Linked DNA regions of Mus musculus: regions 1, 2, 4, 5, 6 and 7 are each linked to region 3. Evidence: chromatin contacts called from public Hi-C, HiCAR-type, Micro-C and promoter capture Hi-C data. All regions are on one chromosome and are shown on one strand. The core of a region is the stretch at or near the end of the contact, and the rest is flanking DNA. Distances in the headings are between cores, read along the strand shown. Region 1 holds the start of Lpgat1 (lysophosphatidylglycerol acyltransferase 1). Region 2 holds the start of Ints7 (integrator complex subunit 7). Region 3 holds the start of A130010J15Rik (RIKEN cDNA A130010J15 gene). Region 4 holds the start of 1700034H15Rik (RIKEN cDNA 1700034H15 gene). Region 5 holds the start of Plxna2 (plexin A2). Region 6 holds the start of Rcor3 (REST corepressor 3). Region 7 holds the start of Nek2 (NIMA (never in mitosis gene a)-related expressed kinase 2).

What was found. Promoter capture Hi-C pulls out the DNA fragments that hold promoters and counts their contacts. Hi-C and Micro-C count contacts between places; a contact is called where the count stands out from the background. HiCAR-type assays count read pairs that join an accessible place to other places.
Region 1: a promoter capture Hi-C map of pre-B cells shows a contact between it and region 3, with 4 times the contacts expected there. The contact joins the promoter of Lpgat1 here to the promoter of A130010J15Rik in region 3. A contact is called at or near these places in 2 of 39 promoter capture datasets (the C10 cell line and pre-B cells).
Region 2: a promoter capture Hi-C map of pre-B cells shows a contact between it and region 3, with 4 times the contacts expected there. The contact joins the promoter of Ints7 here to the promoter of A130010J15Rik in region 3. A contact is called at or near these places in 3 of 39 promoter capture datasets (the C10 cell line, liver and pre-B cells).
Region 4: a Micro-C map of embryonic stem cells shows a contact between it and region 3, with 9 times the contacts expected there. The contact joins the promoter of 1700034H15Rik here to the promoter of A130010J15Rik in region 3. A contact is called at or near these places in 3 of 39 promoter capture datasets (the C10 cell line, the HPC-7 cell line and pre-B cells), 1 of 484 Hi-C or Micro-C datasets (embryonic stem cells) and 2 of 115 datasets of contacts at active chromatin or transcription factors (large pre-B cells and pancreatic cancer cells).
Region 5: a HiCAR-type map of astrocytes shows a contact between it and region 3, with 4 times the contacts expected there. The contact joins the promoter of Plxna2 here to the promoter of A130010J15Rik in region 3. A contact is called at or near these places in 4 of 39 promoter capture datasets (the 3T3-L1 cell line, 3T3-L1-derived adipocytes and hippocampal neurons) and 5 of 115 datasets of contacts at active chromatin or transcription factors (astrocytes, embryonic stem cells, forebrain and 2 more).
Region 6: a contact with region 3 is called in a promoter capture Hi-C map of liver, with 2.3 times the contacts expected there. The contact joins the promoter of Rcor3 here to the promoter of A130010J15Rik in region 3. A contact is called at or near these places in 11 of 39 promoter capture datasets (the 3T3-L1 cell line, the C10 cell line, HPC-7-derived erythroid cells and 5 more), 4 of 484 Hi-C or Micro-C datasets (the G1E-ER4 cell line and embryonic stem cells), 8 of 115 datasets of contacts at active chromatin or transcription factors (the 230-238 cell line, astrocytes, bone marrow-derived macrophages and 4 more) and 1 of 9 other capture datasets (pancreatic islet).
Region 7: a Hi-C map of B cells shows a contact between it and region 3, with 9 read pairs. The contact joins the promoter of Nek2 here to the promoter of A130010J15Rik in region 3. A contact is called at or near these places in 3 of 39 promoter capture datasets (embryonic stem cells, hematopoietic stem and progenitor cells and pre-B cells), 1 of 484 Hi-C or Micro-C datasets (B cells) and 2 of 115 datasets of contacts at active chromatin or transcription factors (large pre-B cells and pancreatic cancer cells).

Annotation. Positions count from the first base shown.
Region 1 is chr1:191,716,199-191,720,408 of GRCm38.p6, forward strand. It overlaps Lpgat1 (lysophosphatidylglycerol acyltransferase 1), which reads left to right and starts at 1,826. Exons shown (of 8, transcript NM_172266.3): 1 at 1,826-2,007; 2 at 3,156-3,420. The coding sequence starts at 3,183.
Region 2 is chr1:191,573,493-191,577,288 of GRCm38.p6, forward strand. Ints7 (integrator complex subunit 7) reads left to right here and starts at 2,144. Exons shown (of 20, transcript NM_178632.6): 1 at 2,144-2,459. The coding sequence starts at 2,366. Dtl (denticleless E3 ubiquitin protein ligase) reads right to left here and starts at 2,052. Exons shown (of 15, transcript NM_029766.3): 1 at 1,857-2,052. The coding sequence starts at 1,908.
Region 3 is chr1:193,171,516-193,175,905 of GRCm38.p6, forward strand. It overlaps A130010J15Rik (RIKEN cDNA A130010J15 gene), which reads left to right and starts at 2,062. Exons shown (of 2, transcript NM_181048.3): 1 at 2,062-2,265; 2 at 2,730-4,390. The coding sequence starts at 2,827. The coding sequence ends at 3,618. Irf6 (interferon regulatory factor 6) reads left to right here. Exons shown (of 8, transcript NM_016851.2): 8 at 1-521. Traf3ip3 (TRAF3 interacting protein 3) reads right to left here. Exons shown (of 16, transcript NM_153137.4): 16 at 3,989-4,244. The coding sequence ends at 4,152.
Region 4 is chr1:191,905,636-191,909,871 of GRCm38.p6, forward strand. It overlaps 1700034H15Rik (RIKEN cDNA 1700034H15 gene), which reads right to left and starts at 1,892. Exons shown (of 5, transcript NR_030669.1): 1 at 1,425-1,892. Slc30a1 (solute carrier family 30 (zinc transporter), member 1) reads left to right here and starts at 1,146. Exons shown (of 2, transcript NM_009579.3): 1 at 1,146-1,978; 2 at 3,216-4,236. The coding sequence starts at 1,372. The coding sequence ends at 4,120.
Region 5 is chr1:194,617,626-194,621,774 of GRCm38.p6, forward strand. It overlaps Plxna2 (plexin A2), which reads left to right and starts at 2,204. Exons shown (of 32, transcript NM_008882.2): 1 at 2,204-2,772.
Region 6 is chr1:192,135,780-192,139,680 of GRCm38.p6, forward strand. It overlaps Rcor3 (REST corepressor 3), which reads right to left and starts at 2,261. Exons shown (of 12, transcript NM_001346740.1): 1 at 1,960-2,261; 2 at 1,654-1,710. The coding sequence starts at 2,119. It overlaps Gm10516 (predicted gene 10516), which reads left to right and starts at 1,119. Exons shown (of 4, transcript NR_033536.1): 1 at 1,119-1,282.
Region 7 is chr1:191,818,913-191,823,265 of GRCm38.p6, forward strand. It overlaps Nek2 (NIMA (never in mitosis gene a)-related expressed kinase 2), which reads left to right and starts at 2,561. Exons shown (of 8, transcript NM_010892.3): 1 at 2,561-2,829; 2 at 3,235-3,452; 3 at 3,580-3,820. The coding sequence starts at 2,734.

The sequences.
Region 1 (4,210 bases), core at 576-3,075, 1.5 Mb before region 3:
GTGGAGAAGCTGAGTGAGATGAGAACAGGTGGAATCCTTGAAGAAATTGATGTTTGATTCTGGAAATATGTCTTTTGACTATCTTCCTTAAGAATATAATGACACAACTTGAATGGTCATCTTATTACACTTCTCTCCTTAGGTTTATTTGAAGTTCTTGGTGCCTAAAATGAAAGGAAGAATGGCCAATGAATGGGTGTATCTGACTTTTCTTTTGCTACTCATCAGTTGAGCCTCTATGGACAGTTCCTTGACAAGGCCAATTGCCTTTAATTCTTTTTAGGTGTGCTTTGTCACAGGTTGGGATGGGCCTTGAAAATACACATGAGCTACATCCCTAGCATGCCCTGTACAGTAAAATATGTTTGTGAACAGGTAAAGGATAATAATAGCTATAAAGGCTAACATACATGGAAATTATTTATATATCTATATCAATATCATACAGGTTCTGTGTAGAATAGGAATTAAAAAAATATTTTCACATGGCAAAAGGCAACTTGCCTGTCATTCCTGGATCAAAGTTGGAGGAAAGAGAGGGACAGTTTTATCAAAGCATGAACATTTTTTTGGTTTGATTTTTTTTTTTTTTTTTTGACAAGGTCTAGTAGCCTAGGCTGGCCCAGGACTCCTGGCACTCCTGCCTTAGCCTCTCTGGTGCTGGGATTATCTATGAGAACCACCACACTGGGCTTTGACATTTTCACAATAAGTGATACTCCTTCAAATATGGCAGTTCCCTAGAGACACGTGAAAACTGCCATCCTAGCTGGGCATTGTGGCTCAAACCTATGACCCCAACTTTGGGGAGAATGAGGCAGGATGTTTTCTACATGTTGAAGGCCAGCCTGAGCTATGTTATAAATTACAGATCAGCCTGGACTACATAGAAAGTAAGGCCTGGTTTTAAAAGAAGGAGAAAACAAACTGCTGCTCTAGTCACAAAGCTTTACCTATTCATAGACAGGATCTCTAACTCATTCTTTATCCTAAGCTAGCCTGAAGCTCACATCAATCCTCCTGCCTCAGCTTCTCAAGTGCTGAGATTAGGAGCATCAGCTACCACACCCAACAAGAGATACTGGGTCTGAAAGGACCCTTGGTTTTGGTGGTTTGGTTTTGTCTTAGGTATGCTGTCTGTATTCCTTATGGTGTTCAGCCTTTGAACCCAAATTCAGCTAATGTCCTAGTAGTGATCAGGGCTGGCTAGGAGTTCTTAAGGCCATTGTATTCAGTATCAAGCATGTGGCTAATTGTTTTTTCTTCATTAATTCAGTTCTATTTCTGTGCAGACCACTGGATTCTCACTGATCTGCCCCCACCGTGTGTGTGTGTGTGTGTGTGTGTGTGTGTGTGTGTGTGTGTGTGTGTAGCGGGATTGAAAATGTTGTCATTCAGGTTTCAGGTGCTTTCCAGAAACAAGAACTCTGGCACTTAAAACAATTGATTTAAAACACTAGACCGTAATGCCTTGGGGAGGTTCAGAAGAAAAGCTCTGAGCCCAAGCGAGTTTCTTTAGGAATGAAAAGGAGAAAGCGTGCCAGCCTGGGGCGGCCAAAGGAGCCGCAACAATGCAGCGCAGCGGCCCTTTTGGCTGAAAGGGGTCCAGGAGGGCCCGAAAGGTCCGCGCGCGCTGGCAGAGCTGGCCTTCTTCCTAGACCTTTCCGAGCAGCGTTCTGCCCCGCCCGACTCGGAGCTCGGCGACGTCCGGGGCCTAGGCCGGGCGGCCCGGGGCGCCCTCGACCGCGCACTAGGGGGTCCGTGGGGCGGGCCGCGCCGCGCCTTCGTTAGAGGGCGCTCAGGGGCGCCGCCGCTTCCTCCCGCCAACCCGCCCCGCCGGCCGGGGCGCACGCAGCCACCGGGCCCTGGGGAGCGAGCGAGTCTCCACGCCGCCCGGGACCTGGAGCCGGGAGGGCCGCGCCGCCGCTGCCGCCGCCGCCGCCTCCTTCCGCCGGCCATGCATTCTTCCGGCTCCCGCAGCCCGGGCTGGGTCCCGGCCTGCCCAAGGTAAACCTGGGGCGCGGCGGGCCGGGCCCGGGAGGCGCTGGGGGCGGGGAAGGGTGCCGTTGGTCGCGTGGCCTGTGGAGGAGGCGGCGGCGGCCCGAGGGCCGAGGGCGCGGTAGGCCCGGGGAGGAGGCGGAGGCGGGGGCGCGGGGCATCGCCCGCCTCCCCGGGACCCGCCCCGGTGACAGGTCCGGCCTCTGAGTCCCCACCGCGCCTCTGTCCGCAGGCAGCCGCGAGGGGACTAGGGCGCCCGCGCGCCCGCTCGCGCCGCGCCTCGGGCCGCCTGGGCCGCCGCAGCCGCGTCCATGACCGCGACCCCCGGGCCAGGGACTCCCGCCGCCGCCGCCGCCGCCGGCCCTCGGCCCTGTCGCCGCTCGCCGCTCGCGCCCACTGAGGTGAGCCCGCCGAGGAGGATACCTGGCCGAGGGGAGCCCTCTGTGGAGAGCCCGCTGAGGGGACCCGGCGGAGGAGAGCCCGCCGCGGCGACCCGGAGGCCGTCCGGCTCCTCACCTGAGGAAACCGCTGCCCGAGCCTCCTCAGCCGGGCGTCGCGGGCTCCACGGGCTCCGCATCCCTCGCCCCTCGGCTTCACCTTCTGGTCCCGCTCCCCTCCCCCTCCCCGCCGGCTTCCTCTCATCTTCCTCCTTCTCCTCCTCCTCCTTCCTGGGCCCCTCTCCTTTCCTTTCCCCTTCAGTGGCGAGGAAAAGCAAGCACCCCGCTCTTGCGGACGAGCCCTTGGGGGAGCCCCGGTAAAGGCATGGCCGGGCGTTTCAGGACCGGCGTGGCGGGACCTCCGGCCGGCGGGTCCTGGTCCGGGTCCAGGTCCGGGGCAGCGTGCGGAGACCGAGGGTCGCAGTGCGGGGCCGCCACCGGCTAGCGGGACGGTCTAGCGTTGGTTAACTGTGTTCCGCCGTGGCCCGTGCCCCGCAGAACGGCTCTCTTGACCTTGTGCGGCTCCTCCCTCCTCACTGTCCCCCTCTGGAATTTGCCCTCGAGATCGCCAGGCGGGCGAGCGAGCGAGCGAGCGAGCGCTGCATCTGGAGAGCGTAGACCCTCGCGTTTTCTTGTATTTTTGTGCTGGAGATTTCTGTGCTGCTGCCGCCGACTGCACCCATTTTTCCTTTTGAAATGATTTTTTCCTTTCATCCCCAGAAAGACAGGACCGACGCCAATGTAAGAATGGCCGTGACCGTGGAAGAAGCTCCGTGGCTGGGCTGGATTGTAGCGAAAGCCCTGATGAGATTTGCCTTCATGGTCGCCAACAACCTGGTCGCTATTCCATCCTACATCTGCTATGTAATTATACTGCAGCCACTCCGAGTGCTGGACAGTAAGCGCTTCTGGTATATCGAAGGACTCATGTACAAATGGCTTTTAGGAATGGTGGCTTCCTGGGGCTGGTATGCTGGATACACAGGTAAGAGGGAGAGCACTTTAATGCCCAGGAACCAATTTGCAATGCTATGCATAAGTCAGGAGCCATGATTGAATCTATGTTGTGCTTTGAGTTGAGAATGCCTTGGCTATTAGGAACAAATAGTCTTGTTGGATTTCTCATCAAAACCTCAGCCAGGAAGCCTAATGTTTTCAGAAGTATAGTTTTATAATTAAATATTATTGATAGATGCCTTAAGTAGTGTATTTTTTATTCAGTTGACATTGACTCATTAAAGTTGGTCCTTAAAAAGCTATCACAGAGGAATAGGAATGCACTACATAGGACTTGAGGGCTTCCGTAGTGAAGATGTAAGTAAGATACTTAGCCCATACGCATTGGACATAAGAAGAGCCACAGAGACATATATATTTCTGCTCAGATAGTTTAATAAGTTTTTCTCATGTAATGTAATACTGCACTGTGTAATGTTTTAAGCTAAGTGTTCCCCATGTCTATTATGTTTCTTTTGTTTTCTAGAATTTATATTTTATCTCATAAATCTATTATTAAAATTTTTAAAATATGCTAATTTCCCTGAGTGTCTTTAAGTGGATTTCTCTCTTTGCTTTTAAACTTCGTTTTGGGGAGAAGGGGTAATGCTGTGCTGAAGTGGACTTTAATAGCACGACATGAGACGAGGCATGCGTTTTCTATACGTAAACTTCACATATTTTGAGAACTTCCATTTCTGCCTAAATGCAGTATCCTTTATTTTCTTTCATTGATCATTTCTTCTTTAGGATTAGAATAATGCAGAAAGGGTGAGGCT
Region 2 (3,796 bases), core at 894-3,393, 1.6 Mb before region 3:
GGGCATGACAGGGTGACAAGAACTTTTAAATTACAATAGGATAAATTTGCGGAGAATTAAGATAGAAATATTCAGAAGAAAAAGCAACCATATAAAACATCGAACAGTAAGCATTTGCTCACCTTTTCAAAAACAGAGACCACGACTTCCACGTTGGTATAGTTGTTTATAGTGTCAGATGTATTTAAAAGGCTAAAATAGTATTTATCTTAAGATGCTAACTCACTATAAGGCTAAAAATTATAATTTTGCATGTTTAAAGTTTATAGTAAAAATTCTTAGATATGGATTTAAAAACTCACAAAAGTAATTATATTTCCATCTTACAAATATCGGTAGAGAAAGGAAACTAAAGGCACATTTAGAGGCTTGTTATGATCAGGGAGTAAAGTATCAGGCCCAATGGTGGGGATGGAATAGAGAAAATGGAAGACTCAGTTTGAGGTAAAGAGGCTGAATCTGTGGGGATGGAAAAAGAGATTCAAGCAGACTTAAGGGATTTCTTTTTTTTCTTTTGAAAATGTCATAATGAGGAATATGGAGTCTAAGTTTTAGCTGGGGACACCAGTTTAAAATAATGTCACTCCCAAAAATTGGGAAGAAGCCAACTCAGTTTGGGGCATTAGAATATAAGATGCTTGTATGCCTAACTGTCTAGATTAAGTTCAATACATACAGCTTTTACAGAAATTAACCCAAAACATAGGGAATGGAAGAGTGTAGCAGCAGTAGAATCCTTACTTACGGCTATAATCATTTAAGGCCCAGCAACACCGGAGGGGAAAAGAGATGCAGACTTCAGGAGGTAACAATCAATGAATGCCAGTGCCTATCACTGAACGTCTGTCTGGCTATCTGTAAGCCGGAACGACAGACTGAAAAGTGGGTAGACAGAAAATGTAGCACATAGGAAAAGAGGTGGAGTTGAAACTCAGACGCTCCGAAGACCGCTCACAACCATTGTGCAGGGCGGCCATTCCTAACACAGGGCGAAGTAACTTTTGTAAAGTTCGAGCAGAGAAAGAGGCAGAATGTAACTACAAGAGTATCCACAGAGGGAATACGACTACAAAGTTTTAGATCCGGGCAGGACCTCAAGGAGCTTTTCCTCTTCTCAACATTCTTAGGACCACTCTTCAAGGTCTTAGTTTAACAACACATCAGCCTAATCGCATCTCAGATTGCCAATGTTTTTAAGAGTACTGTAGGAGATGAGCTGGCTTTCTATATGCTAACAGGAGAACATGGCTGAATTCCACCGTGAAGAGAAAAACGAGTTTAATCCCATTTCTGGAAGTACCTCGGCATCAAGACACATTTGGAACAATACCCTTCCATCCATTACCCGTGGTCACCTCGTGGGTGTGGCTATGGGCATCTTTTAGTCTGTATTTTAGGACTTTTCAGAGCCTGCAGAGATGGGGGAGGGGACTTTGGCGCCTTAAGATTGAGTTCCTTAACTGCGGGCCATGCGCGCTGGTGCACAACGAACTTGCAGGGATCGCTAAGGTTCTGCAGAGACGGCAGGCACATCGCTGGTGCCAAAGCGTCTCCCACCCCCGACTCTCACAAGCGTGCACTCTCTAGTTAACGCGCGATATTGACGTAAGCAGCCAGGGGCCCGGGACGCCACTGAGCGTCCTAACTTCGGCCTCCGTTCCGAACTAAAAAGCTCGATTACGGTGAAAAGCGTCCGGAAGGAACCCAAGCACGATGTTCTTCGGCGGTCCTCGCTCGCCCGGATTCGCTCCGGCCGCGGGAGACCTGGAGGCCCACAGTCGGCAGCGATCCAAGGTGGAGCGCCTGGGGGGAGGTGGTTCCCGCCACGGCCAGCGGCCGTTGGGGCCGTTACTCACCGTTCCTCAGGACGCCGAGCTGCGGCTGGCGGAGTACCGAGTTGAAGAGCATCTGGGCCTGAGGAGAAGGCTCAGCTGAGGGGAACGCCGAGAAGATCGCCCCCAAGTTCCACAGGAGCCGCCGTCTGCACCCTCCACAACGCGGCGCGGTTTCGCCTCCAACTCCCGCCACTAAGAGCCCCGGCCGCCAAACTCCGCGCCAAACTGACGTCACGCTTTCTGATTGGCTCTCGTCGCAGCGTCCTGGCGCCTCGAAGGCTCGCCCCCATCCTAAGCTCCGCCTCCCTCTCGCTCAGCCGCGGGAACCCAAGGTTCACAGGCTCCCTGAGCGCCTGCGCGGGGGGGCCCAGAGAGGAACTGGCGAACCGCGGGGCGACCGAGGCGCATGCGTACACTGCCTGACAGCGCGCGGAGGGAAAAATCCGCGAGACCGCGGCGGGAGAAGATGGCGGTGCTGGGGTAGAGTTTGCAATCTTTGTGACTGGGCGAGTCGGGTAACTGTCCGGGTCATGGCGTCAAACTCAACCAAGTCGTTCCTGGCCGATGCCGGCTATGGCGAACAGGAGCTGGACGCTAATTCCGCTCTTATGGAACTGGACAAAGGTACGGAGGAGGGACGCGGGCGAAGCGTCTGGGGGGAGTGGCGCCACCTAGTGGCGGCAGCTACAGAGGCTAGAAAGGCGCATGCGCCGATGTATGGGGCGGGAAGCACGGCTGCTAGTCTTGGAGCCAGCGCTTAGGCGCATGCAGGGTTGCTGGAGTAGCCTTGCACAGTTGGAGCAGAGGCTCGTGCTTGCGAGGATGCCTTTGACCACTTGGGGGCACAGTCTCTGGTTTCCCAGGCAGCAAATAAGATAAAGTGCTGAATTTTGAGATTATTTTTTAAAACGTTCAGTGCAGGTGAAGCCTTCATTAAGAGAGCCAAATGATTTTCTGAGCGTTTTACAGCGATTTGTCTTGCGAGACTGTCAATTGCGCGTTCTAAAGCAGGTTCCATGTGGATGAGAACATCCGAAAAGCTTGGCTGAACGCGCTCATTCTCTGCACACAAGTTCCACGAGTTAGTTCCCCTTATACAGGTAGCTAAGAGAAAAAATTTTAGGGTTAGGAGTTAAATTCCAGTTCTACTAAAGTGATTATGGAATGCGGCATTATCATCTAGCCTCGATATGTCAGCAAAGTGGGCACAGTATGTCAGCTGTTGTAAATGTTAAATGGCAGTGGTATGCGAAAAGATGCCTTTATTAAAGGCTGAAGAGGGACTTTGACAGATAGCTATCCATAAAGAAGTCCTGTGTAAATGTGAGACCTTTGCTTCAGTTTCCTGCCAAGGTTTTTACACTATAGGCAATTCTTGGTTAACTGTAGCCAGTGTGTAACCTGTAGAGAACGGGACTGGAAACCAAGGATCTGTAAGTTCAAGTCTGGGGGGCAGGGTGTGCCAAGTAGGGACTGGGGGATGCTGAGAGAACCTGGAGGTCAATTAGACTTTGGCATGTTAAATATGCACCTTAGTTCCTTGTCCAAGTTTGAAACCAGTTACAGGTAAGAGTTTTTTACGTTTTACTAAAGTCTGTGACATCCAGGTTGGCCTGTACTCCCTAAAGCCAAGGATAACTCTCAACTTTTGATCCTCAGCCTCCCAAGTCCTAGACCTGATGTGGCCCATTACACTGTTTTATTCAGTGCCAACTCCCTTCCCACCGAAATGTGTATGGCTCTAGCGTAGCTAATCTTGTCCCAGGCTAAGAGTAGATAGTGTTGTAGAGCAGGGTAAGGATATGGAGCAAGGAAAGGAAGGACATCCAGAGTTACCTTCTAAGTGTTGTGAGCCAGTGTGATGGTTTACTGTGTGAAACACTTCCTGTGCAAGCCTGACAGTCACACACATGTGCACACATACATACAATAACAATGAAATAAGGTTTACATTAAAAAAA
Region 3 (4,390 bases), core at 812-3,311:
TCTTGTCATATTCAGTAAGCTTTCTCTGGTTTTAGTAGATACCAAGTCCCCAGGAGCTCTAAGTTTCCCAATGCTCCCATTCACTCTCCAGCTGTCTTCTTCCTGCCTTCATTTGAAGACTCAGAAGGGAGGAGGATTTCCCCCAGTTCCTCCTTTTCCTTACTGTGCACTCCAGATTAACTCCAATGTTAAAAGAACCACTACAGATAAACCCTGAAGGCAGATGCTGAATCTCATCTCCTCTCCACAGTTCTCAGTTGTATGTTCATGTAGCATCTTAAACTTTAAGAGTAACTGTGTCGTTTGTAAATTGCTCCGCATCTATGTTCTGCTTGACTGACTGCCAACTTGGAAAGTCAAAACTGTTTGTCTTAGATTTATTGCCAGGTCTTTAGCAGTGTCTGATACAGTGTGTTCTAAGATATTTGTGCTGTAATAAATGACCTACGTCTTTCAATTTGGAGATTTATTGCTAACTATCATGAGAACGTAAAATAAACTTGGGAAGAAAAAAATATAAAGCTAGAGTACTGGTTCTATCAATTTTTAGTACTGACTCCCCCTGAGCTGAGAACCTAAGTTAGACTGGCAGGCCCTACAAACTGATCCTCCTTACATACTGTCTGTCTGTCTTTAACACACTGCTGGTCCTTTTTGGTATGAAGGTACCAGCATAGCACCACTGTAAAACCTCCAGTCTGGGTCTCCATTTTGCTGCCCATAACTTGGGGCCATTTGTCCAGGCTAGAGTTTTCTTAAGATTTCCTTCACAGAAGATATAGGCAAATTCCTTATGTCAACATTTGACCTTCCTATCTGCTGTAAGACTTCTCTGGAGAAAGGAACAAGGCACTTTCTAAGGTCCTAATGGCAGATGAGGGTACAGTTCCACCGAAGTTCAATCTGGGGTACCAAGGAGTCCATTAGGTTTACTTACAAAGCAGTGGGTCAGAGGTTATGGTCAGGGGCATGGGTGGCCTTGAAGCGGCCAGTAAGGATGTTAACTCACCTTTGGCTTCCTAGATGGTGTTCCCCTCCTTAGTTTTGCCCATCCTCCTTGAGGTATAGATAACTCCTTGAGGTATCATTCAATTAGGGTAGACTCTAACCTCAGAACTTCCGAGGCTGAGGCAGGAGGATTGTCATGTTTGAGGAATACATAGCAAGACATTGTCTCAACAAACAAATCCCCACCACAACAGTGTGGCTGTAGAGATGAGACCTGCTTTTTCTCCCAAAGATTTGAATTCCGTTCCCAAAGCCCGTGTTAGGCAGCTCACAATATTTTTAACTTATTCAGCTCCAGGTGACCCTACTCCCTTTTCTGGCTTCCTGGGCACCTGCACAAACTTATGAATGGAAATAAAAATCAATCTTTTAAAATAAGATGATCAGCAAACTGGACTCTCGGGCTTTGAGCTCCATGAAGAAGGTACAATGCAGTACCTCGGCACACTGAGAGTGAATACTCAGGCTGCAGACATACAGTTAGTAGTGTTTGGCACGCGTGAATTCCAGAGCTCAATCCCCAACGCGGCATAAACCAGAGAACGAGAAGTCCCGTTCCGGGCCAGCCCCTGCAACACATAGTACAACAGTACTGGCTCAGCAGTTAATGGCACTTGCTCAGCAGGCTGGCTTCCTGAGTTCAGTACCTCGGACCCTCTTACAAGGTGGAAGCGAGAGCTGACAGGGCGCCATTGTGCACGCCCACACAATAAGGCGATTTTTAAAAAAGGAGTGAATATGCATGGCCTTGGCATACCTGTCAAGTTCAGAATTTAGGTACATTAAAAAAATAATAATACAAAATAAAGCTTTACAGCATTGCCCACAGGAGAGGTGTCCCTTATTCCGCGGACTGACAACTGGCGGTCCCAGCGGCTTCTCCCCCACTTCCACTTCCGCCTCGCAAGGCCCGCCCGCAGGGGCTCTACCGGAAGGGGCGGGTCTAAGGTGGCTTTACCTCCCACTCCGTCCGCAGCCTCTTCAAAGGTTCTGGCTTGCGTTTGCTTTTCAAATGACGTCACGGAAAGGCGGAGTAAGCCAGTGCGCATGCACGTCAGGCTGTCTTTCCCTGGGCTTCTGCACACACTGTCGGGTTTTCACAGTACCGAGTGTGGGGCGTGGGAGGGCACTACGCCGCTGGCGGGCAGGCGGAAGGGCTTCCTGCGCCCCCGAACCTGCGGCGGAAATGCTAGCCGAGTGTCTTGAGGCAGAGCGCTTCCTTTTGTAACTAGTCTACCACCGCGTAGGCACGTGTGGGTAGGTGTGGCGGTGGGAGCGTGCCTTCCTAGAAGGGAAGAGGGTCCAGCAAGTGTTAAACTGGCTCGTGCCCCAGTTCTAGCGGCTTCTCTTACCTGAGTGTCGCAGGGTGAGGCGGTGATTACTCCGCGTTGTAGCTTATGCTGGTTTGATCAGGCTGCTGTGAGCGCTCTGTGGAGATCTGTCTGAGGAGCTGGCAATGGAGAGCTTACAGGCGCTGAAGTTTAGAGCCCAGAGTTCTGTCCCAGTTGGACAGTTTTGGGAGAAGTGGTAACTTTTGCTGTAAGGTTTGAATCCCAGAGCATAAATTGCACCAGGTAAAAGTTAGAATCGAAGCCAGAGACAATGTAAATGTGACTAGAAGGACGATTTCGTAAACTTAAGTCTGCCAGAGAAATGGGGTGCAGCATTGGTGACCCCATCTTGACAGTATTAACGATTTCCCCCTACCATATTGTTTCTAGGATCTTTCTCAAGTGCTGGGAGCTGAACTGTGTGTGGCCCAGGGAAAGGAACTGTGGCTAGCTAAGGAGGCCATATGTCATGTAACTTCCAGATCTTATGTCAACACCAAGCCCTCAGCTGCTGGTGGCAGCTGCTCAGCAGACTCTGGGCATGGGCAAGAGAAAATGCCCACCTCGAGCTACCTGCCTTCACCTGGCAGGAGAGGTGCTGGCTGTGGCCCGCGGGCTGAAGCCAGCTGTACTCTATGATTGCAACTCTGCAGGAGTATTGGCGCTCCAAAGTTATCTGGAGGAACTACAGGGGCTGGGCTTCCTGGAGCCAGGACTTCACATTCTTGAGATTGGAGAGAATAACTTTATTGTCAGTCCTGAGTATGCCTGTCAGCATTTGGAACAGACACTGCTTGGTACTGTAGCTTTCGTGGACGTTTCCCGCTCCCAACCTCATCCTTCTGTCCGGTCGGTGGACCAGCTCCCGGACTTGAAATCTCTCATAGCTGACGTCATCACACGTTTTCGAGGACTTAAGAAAGATGTGTCTCAGGGAGTCTCCTACACCAGGCTACATTCCTCAGACTGGAATCTCTGCACTGTATTTGGGATACTCCTGGGATATCCAGTCTCTTACACATTTGACCTGAACCGTGAAGATGACAACTGCTTAACCATGACTCCCCTGCGGGTGTTTACTGCCCGGATTTCGTGGCTGCCTGGTCAACCATCAATTCTGCTGTACTCCTTTAGTGTTCCAGAGAGTTTGTTCCCAGCCCTGAAAAACTTTCTAAGTGCCTGGGAGAAGGAACTCAGAACCCGATTTAGGGCTCAGAATGCCTTTGCTGACCTCAGCATCTCCTCTGAGGTGGTCACACTTCCTGCTGTGGCCCTCTGAGTTAACTCTGTCCGTTGAGAAGGTATCAATGAATGTCAATTACGATGAATGTTGTGCAGTCAATTGAACACGTGTGAATGGGGAGAGTCGTTGGCAGCAGTAGTATGATTTCAGTCTTTATATTAGGAGTTCCTAGGTCCTTAGCCGAGGTGTCTGTTTATTTTTCATTGAATGAGAGATGGAAAAGGAGCATTGTGGAGACATGAGTGTACCCTGGGATGGTGGCCTTCCCTGGTGGATAGTGCCTTAGAGGGAAGGAGAATGACTAGGTAATCTATGTATGGAACTCTAACTGAAGTAGGGTGCGAGACAATGATGCTTAAGGGTTACACTTGTGGCTTATTTCTCAGGAATACACAGTTCTAAAGAGTAGTCTTGTGAGATAAAGTTTATTTACAACCTGGTGAAAAAAAAATAAAACTAAGAGTCCGGATTCATTTGGAGGGAAACCCAAGTTATAAAGTACCAGAACTCAAGGTTTTCATGGAGTTGTTTGCATCTGAGTTTTACTTCAGATAGATGCCAGAAGTTCTTCAGATGACCAGGTTGCCTTTGTTTGCCAGGAACACTGCCAGTGCTGTAGCAATCACCACCATCAGCACTGGGAGCCATTGACCACACTGCAGCTGTATGGAAGGAGGTGGAGACAGGAGAGAGCAGCTATGAATTAGCTGGAGAAAGTATGGGCAAGAATAGTCCTTTGGCATTTTAACCCAGTAGAAGACCTCACACTGGTGGCAGAAGGGGCTTTTTTTTTTTTTTTCTCTTCAGT
Region 4 (4,236 bases), core at 642-3,141, 1.3 Mb before region 3:
AATGCAATAGCTGGTACCCAGAGGGTCCTTCGAAAGGCAGGTTTGGCGACTCAACAGAGGCCTCTCTGATGATTATAGCCTCCATTGGGGTGTGGGGGGCTTTACCCACATAGATGTGCACACATCCACTGTTCTCGCTTGGAGGACGAACTCCATAGAGTTTTAGCCAACTCAGCAAGGGTGTTTGGTTCCTCGTGCCTCCCCACCATCTTCTTTTGTATTCTGGTCGCCCCTCCCCCTCCAAACAGCCCACACAAGGGTTCGGAGGTTTAAAAACCTATAAATAGTGTGAAATCACAGAGCCTTGGAATTTTAGCTAGAAGGAAGCAGAAGAGTTCCACTTGCCCAACCCTTCCCTGTATTGATGAAGAAACAGGTGTAGCGAGATTAGGTGACTTGCCCAAGTCACGCAGCAGGCTCCCGCCCCAAGTCAGCACTCCACACTTTAAGAGTGTCAGCGACAAGCTGACTTCACACGGTTGCCCTGGGGAGGGGTGGGGGGTGGCCGTGCGGGTGACCCCTGGATGGAAAGTGTTCCTGAGGCTAAGGTTGTGCTGCTAGCAACCAGTTCCTAACTCAGCTCCTCACTCGGCCGCGGCCGCGCCCCCGCCGCCGTCCGCACAGCCCACACTCCCCGCCCCTCCTGGGCGCCGACCTGTCACCCAGCCGCCCCCACGTGCACCCAGCTCCCAGGATCAAAGTCTGGGGCGGCCGGGCCGGCAAAGGGGAACCGCGGCCCGGAACCCGCACCGCGGGAAGCGGCAACTGCTCACTGCGCCCCAGGGCTCGGCGCCACCGCCCTGCCGCCTGCCCACCGCTGCACGCGGCCCGCGCCCACCCTCCCCCGTACCGCCCGCCGCTGCACCCGGCCGCGGCCCCCGGCCCACGCCCGGCTCCCCAGTGCACAGGCCCCGCCCCCAGCTCCCGCGGCCGCGCCCCGCCCCCTCCCGCCCCTCCGCCGCGCTAGCCAATAGAGGCCGAGGAAGGGCGGGACGCCGGGGCTGTCGTGAGGCAGCTCTGGCCAATGGGGAGGCGAGCCGGGCCTGGGGGGCGGGGCACCGGGGCCTTGTCACGCTCGGGTCCGTGTGAAAACGGGGGTTCCGAGTGCAAAGCAAAGTTTTTTTGTAAACCGTCTGCAAAGGAGGGGGGGCGAAGACGGCGGACGCCTCCGGGCCGAGCGCAGTCGCCGCGGACGCCGTCTCCCGAGCGCTTCGGTCCGATGCTCGGCAGCCCCTCGGCACGCAGTGGCCCGCCGCGCCCTCCGCCTCGCCAGCCCAGCCGAGCGCCGGCGCTTGAGTAGCTGCGCGGCCGGCGGTTTCCCCACAGCGCCGCTCCCGTTCCCGCGTCAGCGCCGAGCCTCAGGCCGCCGCCATGGGCTGCTGGGGCCGCAACCGCGGCCGGCTGCTGTGCATGCTGCTGCTGACCTTCATGTTCATGGTGCTGGAGGTGGTGGTGAGCCGGGTGACCGCGTCGCTCGCCATGCTGTCCGACTCCTTCCACATGCTGTCGGACGTGCTGGCGCTCGTAGTGGCGCTGGTGGCCGAGCGCTTCGCCCGGAGGACTCACGCCACGCAGAAGAACACGTTCGGCTGGATCCGCGCTGAGGTGATGGGCGCACTGGTGAACGCCATCTTCCTCACGGGGCTGTGCTTCGCCATCCTGCTGGAAGCCGTCGAGCGCTTCATCGAGCCGCATGAGATGCAGCAGCCGCTCGTGGTGCTGAGCGTCGGCGTGGCGGGGCTGCTGGTCAACGTGCTGGGGCTCTGTCTGTTCCACCATCACAGCGGCGAGGGCCAGGGCGCGGGCCACGGCCACTCGCACGGCCACGGCCACGGCCACCTCGCCAAGGGCGCGCGCAAGGCGGGCCGCGCGGGGGTCGAGGCGGGCGCGCCGCCGGGCCGGGCGCCGGACCAGGAGGAGACCAACACGCTGGTGGCCAACACCAGCAATTCCAACGGGCTGAAGGCGGACCAGGCAGGTGAGCGCCACAGTGTTCGGGACAGGCGCCCCCTGGCGACCGCGGTGGGTGCCACGCCCCGCGCCCAGGTGCGCGGTGGTTTCGTGCCCACTGAACAAGTTTGATAATGATGTGCTGGGGGTGTGTGGGCCCTGGTTAAAGGCGGCCTTTGTGAACGGGAGTGTGTGTTTCCCTGAACCGACCACCTAATCCGGAAAATCACTGTTTAGGGACCTGCCAAGGCACGTTGCACCCTCACCTCCTCGGGTTGGCATAATGGTGCTCGACCCAGTGGTGATGTATTACTCTCGTGGTTTTAACGAGCGTTTTTCATCTTGAGCACGTGTGCTTGATGGTAATTTGGAAGGTAAGTGTTGAAAAGAAATGAGAAAGAACCTACCACCCTCGATGTTAACATTGTGTGTATCTTCCAGTTTTTCTTGCCACTTGTATCTGGTTAGGTTACTTACGGAGGCAGCTTACCTTCTCCAATGCATAGGAACATGTTTGGAAGTTCAGGTGGTGCGTGGGAAAGGAGAAAGAGAAGCTCCTCAGGTGTGCCCTCTGACGGGAACTTTCAGGTTACTTAGTGATTGTTGACTTCCAACTTTGTTGATAGCTTCAGGTTGTTTTGTTGGTTTGTTTTTGGTTCCTCTAGACGGGTTTCTCAGGATAGCCCTGGCTGTCCTGGAACTCACTCTGTAGGACAGGCCGGCCTCAAACTCACAGATTACCTCCTGCATGTCTCTCTGGGGTCAAGGCCTGCACCCCCAGCAATAGACCCAGGTTGTTGATTTGTCAGTTTGTGAACCCTTCTACAAAGACGCTATGTTTTATGTTCTTGACGATGATTTTACGTTAGAGCTGCTTTTCTCAGTCTGTCTAGTGCCACTGACAGAGACCCTCACATCAGGTTTGTTCCTGTCAGAGGACATCCCTTCAGTGATGCTTACTGATTGCCTAGAGTTTTGTTTCTCTTGTATGTTTCAGAGAGGTGACGCAGTGTTTACACGACCCCATCCCAGCAGTGAGGGCAGGTGAGAGGTGGGAAGGAACAAGGAGCAGTAGCCCAGTGACACAGTGGACTCTCCGCTGTTGGGTACTGGCGGGACCCAGGGCTAGCTCACTGTGGGTTGCTCTCAGCACACTGTCATTGTCACAGCTTTATGAAACAAGTTTAAACTCACTCACTGCCAGACAAGATGTTTCTGTGGACACTTTAAATGTGCTTAGTGAAAATTGTATTGTTTTGTTGTAGAGCCAGAAAAATTGAGAAGTGATGACCCAGTGGATGTACAAGTAAATGGGAATCTCATCCAGGAGTCTGACAATCTGGAAGCGGAAGACAACAGGGCTGGGCAGCTGAATATGCGAGGAGTGTTTCTGCACGTCCTTGGAGATGCCTTGGGCTCCGTGATCGTGGTCGTGAATGCCTTGGTCTTTTACTTTAACTGGAAGGGTTGTACTGAAGACGACTTTTGTACGAACCCGTGTTTTCCTGATCCCTGCAAATCGTCTGTAGAGATAATTAACAGCACCCAGGCCCCGATGCGTGACGCTGGCCCATGCTGGGTGCTCTACCTAGACCCAACCCTTTGTATTATAATGGTTTGTATACTTCTGTACACGACTTACCCATTGCTCAAGGAGTCTGCTCTCATTCTTCTACAAACTGTCCCTAAGCAAATCGATATCAAACACTTGGTGAAAGAGCTTCGAGACGTTGACGGCGTTGAGGAAGTCCATGAGCTACATGTCTGGCAGCTGGCGGGAAGCAGGATCATCGCCACTGCCCACATAAAATGTGAGGACCCCGCTTCCTACATGCAGGTGGCCAAGACCATTAAAGATGTCTTTCATAATCATGGAATCCACGCTACCACCATCCAGCCTGAATTCGCTAGCGTCGGCTCTAAGTCAAGTGTGCTCCCGTGTGAGCTCGCCTGCAGAACTCAGTGTGCCCTGAAGCAGTGCTGCGGGACACGGCCACAGGTGCATTCTGGGAAGGATGCAGAGAAGGCGCCAACAGTTAGCATTTCTTGTTTAGAACTCAGTGAGAATCTAGAGAAGAAGGCCAGGAGGACTAAAGCTGAAGGCAGTCTCCCTGCTGTGGTGATAGAGATTAAAAACGTGCCAAACAAACAGCCCGAATCATCTTTGTGAGTCTTGAAAAAGATGTGATATTTGACTTTTGCTTTTAAACTGCAAGAGAAAATAGACTCCATTGAAATACTAAGTTTGCCAAGTAGTGTAATTGAAGTCCTTGTCTGGTCGCACAG
Region 5 (4,149 bases), core at 954-3,453, 1.4 Mb after region 3:
ATCATGTCACCCAGCCTGCAGTGTGATCTGTCTGTAGGTGTTCTTTCTCCCACACTCTCCCTCTCTCTTCCTTTATTCATGACAGGCAGGGCAAGTGTGGGGAGAAAAGAACAGGATGGGTATATGTGGAGGAGTCACTTTCATTTAATGTACCCCCCATTCTTCATTTAAGGGTTTATTTCTAGATCACAGGGGTGGGGATGTGTAACTGAAATTATTTAAATTGTATTGTAATCATCTCAAAAATGAGATTAAATTGAGGCACTGAGAAGAGGCAAGAGATAAGACACAACACACACATAGTCATACAGCACTTGATTTAGAATTAAAGGCCCTATATTCAACAGAGAGCTTTATCACTTACCTTGCTCTACTAAGGATGGTCTCAGGGGAAGCTGGCTAGACTGTTGTTCCTCTCATTAAAAACATGGCAAAAGTGTAACAGAATCTGATAGCACCTTCCCTTTATCTTCCTTAACAAATTGTGCCTTCAATCCAGCGTACTCAGAAATAAAGAATAACGATCATTTGTGTAAAGAGGGAAGACACACTCACATGCAGACATAAACAATAATAGAGGAAGAATAAATGTGAGAATCACTGGGCATTTTATCAAAAATAAATGTTACATAAATTCAAAGGACAAGATAGGTGTGCATCACAGAATTCAGATTCTTTGTGGCTCCAAAGGACAAAATTGGCAACAGCTAGTGAAACTTACCGGAAACAAATTTTAGGCAATTAATGAATTGATTAATTTAAGAGTTTTTAAATGAGGTAACCATGTTTTGTTTTTAAGAATAGCTAATTGGACCAGGTATCCAGTGTGGTGGCATATATTTTTGAGTCTAGCACTTGGGAGGCAGAGGCAAGCACATTTTTGTGAGGTCTTAGCCACTATGGTTTGTAGTAAGGAGTTCCAGGACAGCCAGAGATACATAGTGAAGAAAACCAAACCAACCAAACTACCAAACAGCCAACTCTACATCCCAAAATCCCGTGTCTCTAATATAGTTGATGAAAGTGATCTTCTCTTCTCTTCTCTTCTCTTCTCTTCTCTTCTCTTCTCTTCTCTTCTCTTCTCTTCTCTTCTCTTCTCCTCCTCCTCCTCTTTCTTCTTCTTCTTCTTCTTCTTCCTCTCTCTCTCTCTCTCTCTCTCTCTCTCTCTCTCTCTCTCTCTCTCCTACTGAGAATTCAGTCAACTGTTTTTATATGCTTTCAGAAGCATCCCACATCCCTCTTTCTTTTTATACCGGTGAAGAGTATGGCCACAAGAGGGCAGTAGGGGACATTTGTCAGACACTTTGATGTGTTGAGTAAACTCGGTGTGTTCAATCTCCATCGGGGAATTCGAAGACCCTGAGACCTTGCAGGGGTATAGCTTGCACAGGCCCTCGCGGGAAAGCCGTAGCCGCAGTTGCAGATTCACAGACTACGAACCAAGGAATCAAGACCCGTGAGCGCGGAAGCAACCAGGACTGAAAAATCCTCTTTTCTGGGGATATTAAAGTTGTCTTAATCTTCTAGCCATTACCCTCTGCCTCCAGTACGAGGCGGGCTCGCGGGTCTGGATAATGCAAACGCTCCTGGTACTATGGTTTCCACAGCACCCACCCGAGTCAGCCCCTACCTCCTTTTCCAATGGAACAGGAAACCGGAGATGCAAAGCCAGACTCCTCTTTAAAATGTAGAAATAATTATCAACAACTTCAAACCTCTTTTGACAGCTCGTTGGCTTTCTAGAATTTGTAGGGTAGAGAAATTTGCTGTTCCGAAATCCGACACCCCATCTCAAGCCCATCAGTAATATATGTCCCTCCACACTCACCCCTAGCTCACAGGTGAAGAGAAAGGAGGGGAGGCTTTGCTTGGTGACAGGTGACGCCACGCGAGGGGATGGGGTGCTCTCATCACTCTGATCCCCTCCCGAAGCCTAGCCAGCTGGCTTACCAGGCCCCAAGACATGAGTCCCTAGACCCTGGTACAACCTTTCTGGGCCCTTGACTACTGACAGTGTCTGGTGGTCCAAACTGAGCGAGCAGAACGCCTGCAGAGCCGTAGCTCTGCCGGGTTCTTGGGTGGACCAGCTAGGGTATTCGGTCTGCGCGGGCGGGGCGCGTGGGCGGGGAGGGGGTTAACGCGGCCTCTATGATAATGAGCTGAGCGGTAATATAGGAGGCCGGCTGAGGGCGCCGCCACCGGAGCTGAGCTGAGCCGCGCTGCGCGCAGCACTGTCCGCGCAGAGCCGAGTGGGGGCGGCTGGAGCAGCTGCTGGGATCCTTCAGCTGAAGACGAGCGATCAGATCTGGTGGACCCGTGAGCCGTGGAGCCGCGGGGAGCTTATGGGCCCGGTCGCAGACAGAGCTGGCAGCGGTTCCTGGAGGAAATAGGGCCGAGCAAGCCAGGAGCAGAAGGGAAGGAAGCGCGGGATCGCTGATGTCAGAGCAGCCCGGAAAGTCGTGCTGGAGAAAACTGAAGACACCCGGCTTTGAGCCGCCCCGGAGGGACCCTGCGGGACCCCACGCCCCTTCACAACCGGGTCCCTGCGCACAAGCGACTGGGACGAAGACGCGAGGAACCATTCGGGGGCCACCCCAGGAATACAGGCAAGCGGCCGGCGCGGGCCGAGGATTTTAATGATCCTGGGTTACATGTGGAACTGGCTGCCAGTGTGACTCCCGTCAGGCAGGACTGGGCGCACGCTGCCCTGGGCAACCGCCAGTTGAGCGGACGAAGAGGGGACGCAGGGACAGACAGACACTGCCGAGCTGGGTAAGCAGCGCCCTCCGCCCTTTCCCCGAGCGCGCTCCCGCGGCGGTTCCTCCGGCGCAGCCTCCTCAGGTCCCCTTGGGGTCCCGGCCCCGGCCCCGGCTTGGTTGTGGCGGCGAGTATACGCGCGTGATCCGCCACTTTCGCAGCTGCAGTCTCCTGTCCAGGCTTCCGGGCCATAGACTCCAGCGGCTCTGGTGGTTCCGGCGCTCCGTGGCGCGCTTATAGCGCGCACCTGCCGGCTGTCTGCAGCTCTGGGGAGCGCCTGAGCGACGAGGTCGTCCCAGGGTTGGAGCCCAGAGAGGGCCTCCGTGGCACTAGCAAGATAGCCTGGAGCGACTATGGCCGGAGGCCGGTTGGGGGGCGTTCACCAGGCAGTGTAGTCCCGGGTGGCCGCTGGCTGTTCCAGTGGTTCAGTAGACTGGGAATCACCGGGAAGGAGAAGGCATCCTTTGCGTGCGTTCCGGGAATCTGTGAGAACGGTTTGGAAGCACTGTAGTTAAGTGTTCCTGTCCCCATCCCCCATGGCATAGTGCCCAGCTGGGGCCAGCCCCCTTGGTTTGAGCAACAGTGGTGCTGGTTGAAGTGGGAGTTTGTCCAGAGTCCAAGAGGCTCCTTAAAGCTCATTTCCCTCCATGTACTCTTTTTTGCCCTACCTCACGAAGTGATAGGATCTTAGAAAATTCCAGTTTCTTTTACTCATAGGTAGTCTTCGTAAATGTTCATCTTGAGCTGTATGTCAAAAGCTGAAAATGTCATTCCTAGGGCCCTCAAAAATGCCCACCTGTTTAACATGACCCTTGCCCTAGGAAGGGCTATCTCTTCAAATAGCTCAAGTAGAGATAAGAGGGAGAAAAAGCTGGGGGGAGGGAGGGGGTGCAACTTGGGAGAACAGGTCAGTCCCTACCATCTGGAAAGGAGAGTAGTTGTTGAGGGCAAGAATGTTCAGTGAAGATCCAAGATCACAGACAGATTAACTCTCTAGCCACTCATATGCACAACAGACAGAGGTGGATGGCTTTGGGGAGTGAGGCTACCAGATGTCTCTGAAGGCCATCTGTGGGGGATTAGACATTTTGAGACACAGCCATCCTTGCAGTGGACCAGGTCTGTACAGTTGAGTATCTGGGCTAGAACACAGACAATACTGAGATGGCTGCTTTCAACAGACCTGGAGTCAGGTTCAGCTCTCTGCAATTCCACACAATAGCAGGCCTGTCATACTCAGTCTCTTTCCAGATCTTGAAACTTCATTCTTCGCTCTGGGCTGACTATGAATGTTGGGGCTTTCCAGTAAGAACCCGTGCTCCTAGAGGAGCTTAACCCTGGCTGGAGGAATTCAGCTGTTCCTAATTGAAATGCACAACTTTCTGTGTAATC
Region 6 (3,901 bases), core at 1,011-3,510, 1.0 Mb before region 3:
CAAAAGATAGGTGTGCTTATGACATAATTCGGCTGCTGGGTTCCATCGGGAAATGACTTCAGCAATATTTTAAAAAATTGAGTAGCAACGAGAGCTCCAAATCGTTCTTCATAATTATGAAATCTAATCTTTACTGAGTAACTGCCATATGCCTAGTCATTTAATCCTGGCAAGAATTCCATGCAATGGTTTTTTACAGCTAGGAAAATTGAAGCTCAGAGAAGGCCAGTGACTTGCTCAGAAGACAAAAACAAGAGAGCTGGGAATTAAATGCAGCCTATCCTTCAGTGAACATGTCTTCTTTCCGATGTCAAACTAAGCCCTGAAGCACAGCCATAAAGTGAAGGAACCCACCTACTAGCTAGCTATGCCAACAAGAAAAATACGACTACAAGAAGCCCACCACGGCACACACCGATAGTCTTCTAATAAAATATCCCAACAGCTGTGTCGCTTTGAAGGTAACCCCCAAATCTGATGAGCACTCTGGTATCATGTACTGAAGGAAACTGTCCTAATTATGCTTGTAACGGTTACCCTTCTCCTTTCAGAGAGGGGATACTACCTACTTGGTAAGTCCTAATGGGGAGAAGGATGGAAGCCCCCTAGCATACCTAAACTAAACGGACATGACTGCTTTCCTTGTGAAATTACAAGTGAGTCCTCTGCAACACCAACTACAACTCCAGCGTCGGACTCGGGCAGTGCGGTTAAGAATGAGCTCTAGACAAAAACTGACTGCAGGAAAAGTGGGAGGGCAGTTCAGGCAGGGAAGGGCAGAGCCCACCCAGTGGCAAGTCTGGCTGGGTTAGAGCAGCCGAGCACTCCAGGCCCAGAGGCTCCAGCAAGGGCGCCTCCATATGCGGAACTCTCGCCCAATCCCTGAGCAGCCTGACATCCCGTGACAGCCGGGGAGCCTGTTTGGAGAAAAGTAGAGAGGGAGCCCGCAAGCTGCGCTGGCGGAGGGCGCTGGAACCTGGCTGTTCCGGAGAAAATGTCTCCTTGGCAGCTGCTGCCGCTGTCCTGTGGTCTGGCTTCCCCGGGCTGGGTCGGCGCGCGGGGAGGGGTTGGGGGCGACCGGGGCGGTGTCGGGCACGGGCGTTTCCCCGCCCAGGTCCACACCGCCTCGGCAGAAAGAAAAACCAGGATCCCGTGTGCGCCGGGGTCGCAGGGCTCGCCCTTGGCTCGGGCTAATGACAGCAGGCGGTTGCCAAGCGTGGCCCTGCGGAGCCTGGCTGAGCCCCGGGTTCCCAGGGCGGGTCGGAGTGGCATCTGACCTGGGGTAGGTTCATGCACACACAGATCGCACGCCCTCTCCTGCAGCCCTTGGTTTTGCAGTCCCCACGCCCCGGGCCTCGGACCCGCGACCTCCGTGCGAAGCCACCAGCGTGCAAGTGCCGCGGGAGGGAACCATGTTCACCTTGCCATGCACACATCTACCCCCACGCCCTGTGTCACTGCCCAGCCGAGCCTGCCAGCCTCCCCGCCCGCGATGCCCTGCCCTGCCCTGCCCTGCCCTGGCCTCTCCTGGTGCGCCCCACACTCAACACCACGTAACTCCCTCCCATCCCGACGCCGGCCACCCCAGAGCAAGCCTGGGGGAAAAAAAAAGAGAGAGAGAGATGGGGTTTTCCTGTGAGCAAATATATCTACCTGGATCGAATTCAGGGATCCGAGCTTGGTATTCAGCTCCGACTCTCATCCCAACATCTGCAAAGCAATGCCAAGATATATGGTAAAATGGTAATAAATAAGGAGAGGAGAGGGGAAGGGCAAGGCAGAGACTCTCCAGCCGCGGGAGCGCGGGCGAGGCCGTGGCCGGGTGGGGGCGGGGAGGCGCGGGTCGCGGGCTGCGGCGGCACCGGGAGTTCCGGCGGCCGCGGCTCGGCTCCGAGGGGGAGGAGGGCGCGGGGAAGGGGGCCGGGCGGACGGGCGGGGGCGGGGAGCGCGGCGAGGTACCCCCGTGCTCGTCGTCGCTGCTGCAGCCGCTCTCGGGCTCCGAGAAGTGCAGCCCGCCGTTGGCCGAGGAGCCGCCGCCTCCCGCCGGGCTCTTGGCGCCGCCGTTGGCCGATCGGCTCTTCCCCAGTAACTCGGGCCCTTTCTCCATCATGCCGGGCATGGTAGAGGAGGGGGAGAGGTGGCGTCAGGGAAGGGGGAGACGGCTGGCGGGCGCGGGCGGGAGCGCGGAGGAGGAGGAGGAGGTGTTAATATGGAGCCGCCATCACCGCCCCGGTCGAGCCGTAGCGCAGTCGCCCCACACCGGCCCGCCCCGGCCCCGCCTCCCTCCCCTCCCCCGCCGCCGCCGCCCCGCGCCGTGCCACCCGGCCGAGCGCCCCTCGTGGCCGCGCGCTCCTCACTGGGCGGCCGCGATCACTCCGCCCTAGGGAGGTTCCGGCCGCGGGGCGGAGAGACCAGAGGGCCGGGACCCCGCGCGTCCCCAGCCGGCCGGTTCCCGGGCGCTCGAGGGCCGGGAGACGATGTGGAGGCCCCGGAGGCGGCATGGAGGGCGGGGAGGCGGCCTCTGCCCTGTCTCAGCTGAAGGAATTTGGCCTGCTGAGGCGGGGCCGCGGGGCGGGAGCTGCTCCCGTGACCGGGAACCCGGGATGGCGGTCTCAGGAGCTGCTCCGGTGAGGAGCGGCGGGGATGGCGGCCTTTGACAGGAGCTATGAGGATGGCGGCCTTGGACCGGAGCAGCTCCGGTGACGCGGGCAGGGGTTGGCGGCCTCAGACAGGAGCTGCTCCCGCGAGGTGCGCCCCGGGGTAGGAGCTGGGTCCTCCGGTTGGAGGCAGGATCGGTTCACTCCGGAATGAGACCGGCCCTAAAGACCTGGCGAGGCAGCTCCTCTCTGCTGTGAGGTCCGAGAGGGACTGAAAGGGCAGTATTTCCACTTGGCTCTTTCCCTTTTGCTGTCTAAGAAGCGAATGCCACGAGTGGGGAAATAAATAACCGAACTCTACCTTCCCCGGGCCAGTGCTATCTGGGTCGACACTGCCTGGGGTGGTGGCTCAGAGCAATTCTGGAGAGGGTGGAGAGAGAAGTGCTCTGCAGAGAGGTGCTGCTGCTGCAGAGAAAGGTGAGGCCAGCTGCCTTCTGGCAGTTTGCACCCAGTTGAAGATTGGCTGGACTGTATTTCTTCCCCAGATTTAAGGATATTTGCTTATGACATACTGTCTGGGCAAGGAGGACGATTTGTGTCTCAGGAGTAAAGGGGGGGGGGAGTTGCTTAATATACAGATGTGTGTCCTGCAGAATTTGGGGGTAACAGTAAAATTACCTTGAAGGTTAAAACTGTTCTTTGGAATTCTGTTACTGAGAAATAACAGACCTACTCAAGAATTCAGCCAAGAAAACTCTGGGATACAAGAATTAGGCCGGTCATCTGTCTAAAGGAGGGAGTATTTTGTCCGGGTGGAGAAACAGTACTGGTACTGGAAATAGTTGATTTTTAGCTCTATATGTGTCCATTAATTTTTGAACCACAACTCAACCTCCCCTCCCGTTTTATTTTTTGAGACAGGATTTCTATGTGTACTTCTGGCTGTCCTGGAACTCACAGAGATCCGCTTGCCTCTGTCTTCTGAGTGCTGGGAGTAAAGAGCTGCACCACCACACCTAGCATCGGTTCCTTTTTTTAAAAAACACATTGCTGAAGGATATTTTAAGTCTGATTTTTATTTTCTGCAAGGAGAAATGTTATGGACAACTGAAATGATATTTTATTTTTTACATTCCAACCTCTAATGAACACGACTCATCTCAGCCCTGTCACATCAGCTCCTTTGATCCTGGAGTACAAAAGCTAGAGCCTATAAAAAGAAAATTCAAGAAAAAAAAAAACCACAAAACAAAATAGAGGCCTCTTAATAGATACACTTTTTAACTCTGAAATAGTGCTGATTC
Region 7 (4,353 bases), core at 1,311-3,810, 1.4 Mb before region 3:
AAAATCCTGGGCAGAAGCAGCTCAGGAAGAGGTGGGTTCAACTGTTTCACAGTTCATCAGCCTTGGAAAGCAGAGACTTTACAGCCTGGCATGGTGTTGCATGCCACAAGCAGGTGGATCTCTGAGTCTGAGGCCAGCCTGGTCTACAGAGTGAGTTCCAGGACAGCCAGGGCTATACTGAGAAACCCTGTCATGAAAACAAAACAAAACAAAACCAAAAAGAAACTTGATGCTTCTGGTCACTTTGCACCTGCAGCCAGGAAACAGGAAGAGATAAACAAATGTGTGTGCTTACCTAGCCTTCTCTTTTTTATGTAGTCCTAGACTGGTGGTTTGCATGAGAATGGTCCCCAGAGGCTCATATATTTGAATGCTTGGTCCCTACTTGGTAGGTCTGTTCTGGGAAGTTATTAGGAAGTGTAGCCTTGTTGGAGGTGTGCCACTAAGGGTGGGCTTTGGGGTTTTAAAAGCCCATGCCAGGAAGAGTCTCCCTCTCTCTCCCTTCTCTCTGTGCTCTGTGGTTCACATCTCAATCTGGAAGCTCTCAGCTACGGTTCCAGTGCTATCACGCCTGCCTGCCACCATGTTTCCTGACATGAGGATAATAAAGGACTCACTCTCTGAAACTGTAAGCCCCCAATTTAAATGCTTTCTTTTGTAAGTTGGCTTGGCCATAGTGTTTCTTCGCAGCAACAGAAAAGAAACTAAGCAAGGACCAAAGAACATTGTTGCCCACTTTTAGGGTGTGTCTTTTCCATTCGATTAATTTAACATAAACCCTCACAGGCATGCTCGGAGGCTGACCTAATCTACGCTGTCTCTACAAGTGTACCCAAAGGCTTGACCCCCTAGGTGATTCTACATCCTGTCAATCAACAGTAACCAAGGTGGGGTAAGGCACGAGGTAGGGATGCAAGTGGAACTTCTAACAACTGGAAGGACAAGTACCAAGTTAGTCTTGAGAAGCTGAGAAAGTGTGTTGTGTTTGGAGCGAAGAGTAAGAGCTCTTTGTCTAGAAAGAAGATGAAAGGTTGTGTGTGAAGCAGGCTGGTCAACAAACTCAACATAAGCATCAGTACACCCATCACATACACACCACACGCCTATACACCACATATCACAAACACACCACACACACAACATGCTACACATATCACATACAACACTCTACACATCATAAACAACACACACAGCACACACACACACAACATACTACACACATTACATACGACACACACACACAAACATACCACACATATCACATACGACACACACACAAACATACCACACACATCACATATGACACACACACACCATATAAATGACCTCAGGCATTTGTAGCTCCTTATATAATTTCTGAGACCTAAATTAATCCTACCCCTTTGAGGTGTGACAATGTCCTTGAATGCTAATTTAAAAGTTCTCCTGGCTGGCAATTCCAATTAGCTTATACTAAATTCAGCGCACAAAATACATTTATTTTTAACATAAGGAGGCTTCTAATTCTTATTAATAGGACATTGGGTTCTTTTTCAATCACAGCATGAACAGATATTTTAAGAACAATGACCCATTTATGCAGCAGATTATTAGCTTTCTGGTAATGCACATTACCCCCCACCTGCTCTGGATGGAAGCCTTTAGCTCCCCTTCCCCAAGTCAAAGCGGGGCCATGTCACTGGCTATGTGAGCTCAAGTCAGCAAACTGCATGCAGCTCCCGGATTGGCTATTAGGGAACACCTTTTTTTTTTTTTTTTTCCTAACACACTTTTTTGGTAGATGTCTTAGAAGTACAATTTGGCAGTGTGGTGACTCTGTTCTGAATGCTTCCATACTCAGTCCCTAAGCTTTGGATACGTTTCTATGTTCAACAGGTCTCTCAGTTTAATGTTCAGAGATCTAGACTATGCTAACTGTGCTCAGAAAACACATGTCAACTCTGCGTTATTACTATGAATATCCTTTATTCTTATTATTTTTTAATTAGTTCTCTTCTGGGCAGTTGGGCCTAGTTTCTCTCTCTCTGTCTCTCTCTCTCTCTGGGCGTGGGGTGTCTTTCTCGCGGGTGGGGGTAAGGCAGGGACCCTCTACAAAGCTCTGGATGTCCTCAAGCTCACAGAGATCTGCCTGAGCGCGCCACCAAGCCGGGCTGGAACAGGGATTCTGGCTCTCTAGGTGTGAGGACTATAAAGTGCTCGGTGCACTCACCGCACCCTCAGGGTCATCAAATCCTCAACACACAAGGGCTTAGGTTCAGGACCCGAGTGCAGAGGAGTCGGAAAAGGGTGGGGTCAAAGTGGAAAGGTCAAAAGGCCAGTGTCTCCAGTCCAGAGCCTCGGACATCCGTTACCATAGCGACTTCAGCCAAGGAATGGAATTACCGAGGCCCCAACAGGCTTTGCGATCCCAAATCCCAGGGGTTTTCGGCGCGGCTCGTATTCCGTAGAGCAGCTAGACGCAGACACCAACGCCGACGCGGTTGCCTAGCGACACGCATTTTCCCAGGATGCCTAGCAGTGTTGTGTTTTCTCAGCCAATCAGAGTTGAGATGCACCTTCGCTGTGGACCAATAGAATGCGAGGCCGAAGCCCGCGACGGTTGACCCGGTGGCCGGTTGCTCGCCGACTCAGGCAGGCAGACGAGGGGCTCGGGTTTCGGCGCGGTTGGCCTGCAGCGGGCGAGCCTGGGCTCCGAGCGGCGCGGTGGTGTGGTTGCCAGGGTGGCCGCTCGCCATGCCGTCCCGGGTGGAGGACTACGAGGTGCTGCACAGCATCGGCACCGGCTCCTACGGCCGCTGTCAGAAGATTCGGAGGAAGAGCGACGGCAAGGTGAGGCGCCGGGCAGCCCTTCCACGGCGGGCTTAGGGAGAAGCAAGCGTCGCCCACGCTGGGGAGGGGCAGGGCGGCCACCTGAACTCTCGTGAAGGACCGGGCTGTAGCCTCCTAAGAAGGGACGGGCTCGTGGAGCGGGCAGCCGCGGCTGGGAACCGGTGGAGGCGCGAATCCGCGGCGAGCAGAAAGACGAGCTCACGTGACCTGCTTCGCCGCTGCGCCACACGCCGTCCCGGACTCAAGCGCTGGGGATGGTACCGCCCACATTTCGGGTGGGTCTTCCCACTAAATTAACCCGGTCTCGACTCCCTCACTGACACACCCATTGAGTTGTTAGTGTTTTGTTTTTCAACTTTGGAAATTTCACCCTTTGTCTCACACCTTGGAAATGTTGTATTTCAGATCCTGGTGTGGAAAGAGCTTGACTATGGCTCCATGACGGAGGTGGAGAAGCAGATGCTTGTGTCTGAAGTGAACTTGCTTCGGGAGCTGAAACATCCAAACATCGTCAGTTACTATGATCGCATTATTGACCGAACCAACACAACCCTGTACATCGTAATGGAATACTGTGAGGGAGGGGACCTGGCTAGTGTCATTTCAAAGGGGACCAAGGATAGGTAAGGTGAAAGAGCCCCACGGTTCGTATCTAATAATAATTAACTTCCATGTTTGTACGCTCTGAATGACTTGCCCCAGATTGAAGATGGCTTTTATTCAGGGTTGTGAAATGTGCTTTTTCTCCAGACAGTACTTGGAGGAAGAGTTTGTCCTTCGAGTGATGACTCAGTTGACGCTGGCCCTGAAAGAGTGTCACAGAAGGAGCGATGGTGGCCACACTGTGCTTCACCGGGACCTGAAGCCAGCCAATGTCTTCCTGGACAGCAAACACAATGTCAAGCTGGGGGACTTTGGACTAGCTAGAATATTAAATCACGACACGAGTTTTGCAAAAACGTTTGTTGGCACACCCTATTACATGTCTCCTGTGAGTATTTTAGAATTCAACTTTTTTTTTTTCCCTGAGACAGGATTTCTCTGTGTAGCCCTGACTGTCCTGGAACTCACTTTGTAGACCAGGCTGTCCTTGAACTCAAAGTGATTCTCCTGCCTCTGCCTCCCAAATGCCGGGAATAAGGGTGTGAGCTACCACACCTGGCCTAGAATTCAACTTTTTAATATCTTAGGTGAAGCATTCAGATGCAAAGAACTGAGGCTTGGGTTGCTAGTAAATCCAGTAGCTCAGAATTCACAATACAATTTAAGTTTGAGTTTGACTTTGTTCCCCTAATGTTGGGGATTGAACCTAGGCCCTCAGGCATTTGAGTTACACCCCAAAGTCTTTTATATGTATTATGTATTTAAAAATGTTTATTATTTATGTATATATAGTATATGTGTCTTGTGAGTGAGTGCTATGTGTATGGTGAGACCAGAAGAGGGAGTGGACTTACCCTATCCCACACACTCACGCTCAGGGTTCCAGGCAACTGTGAGCCGTCTGACCAGATGCTGGAACTT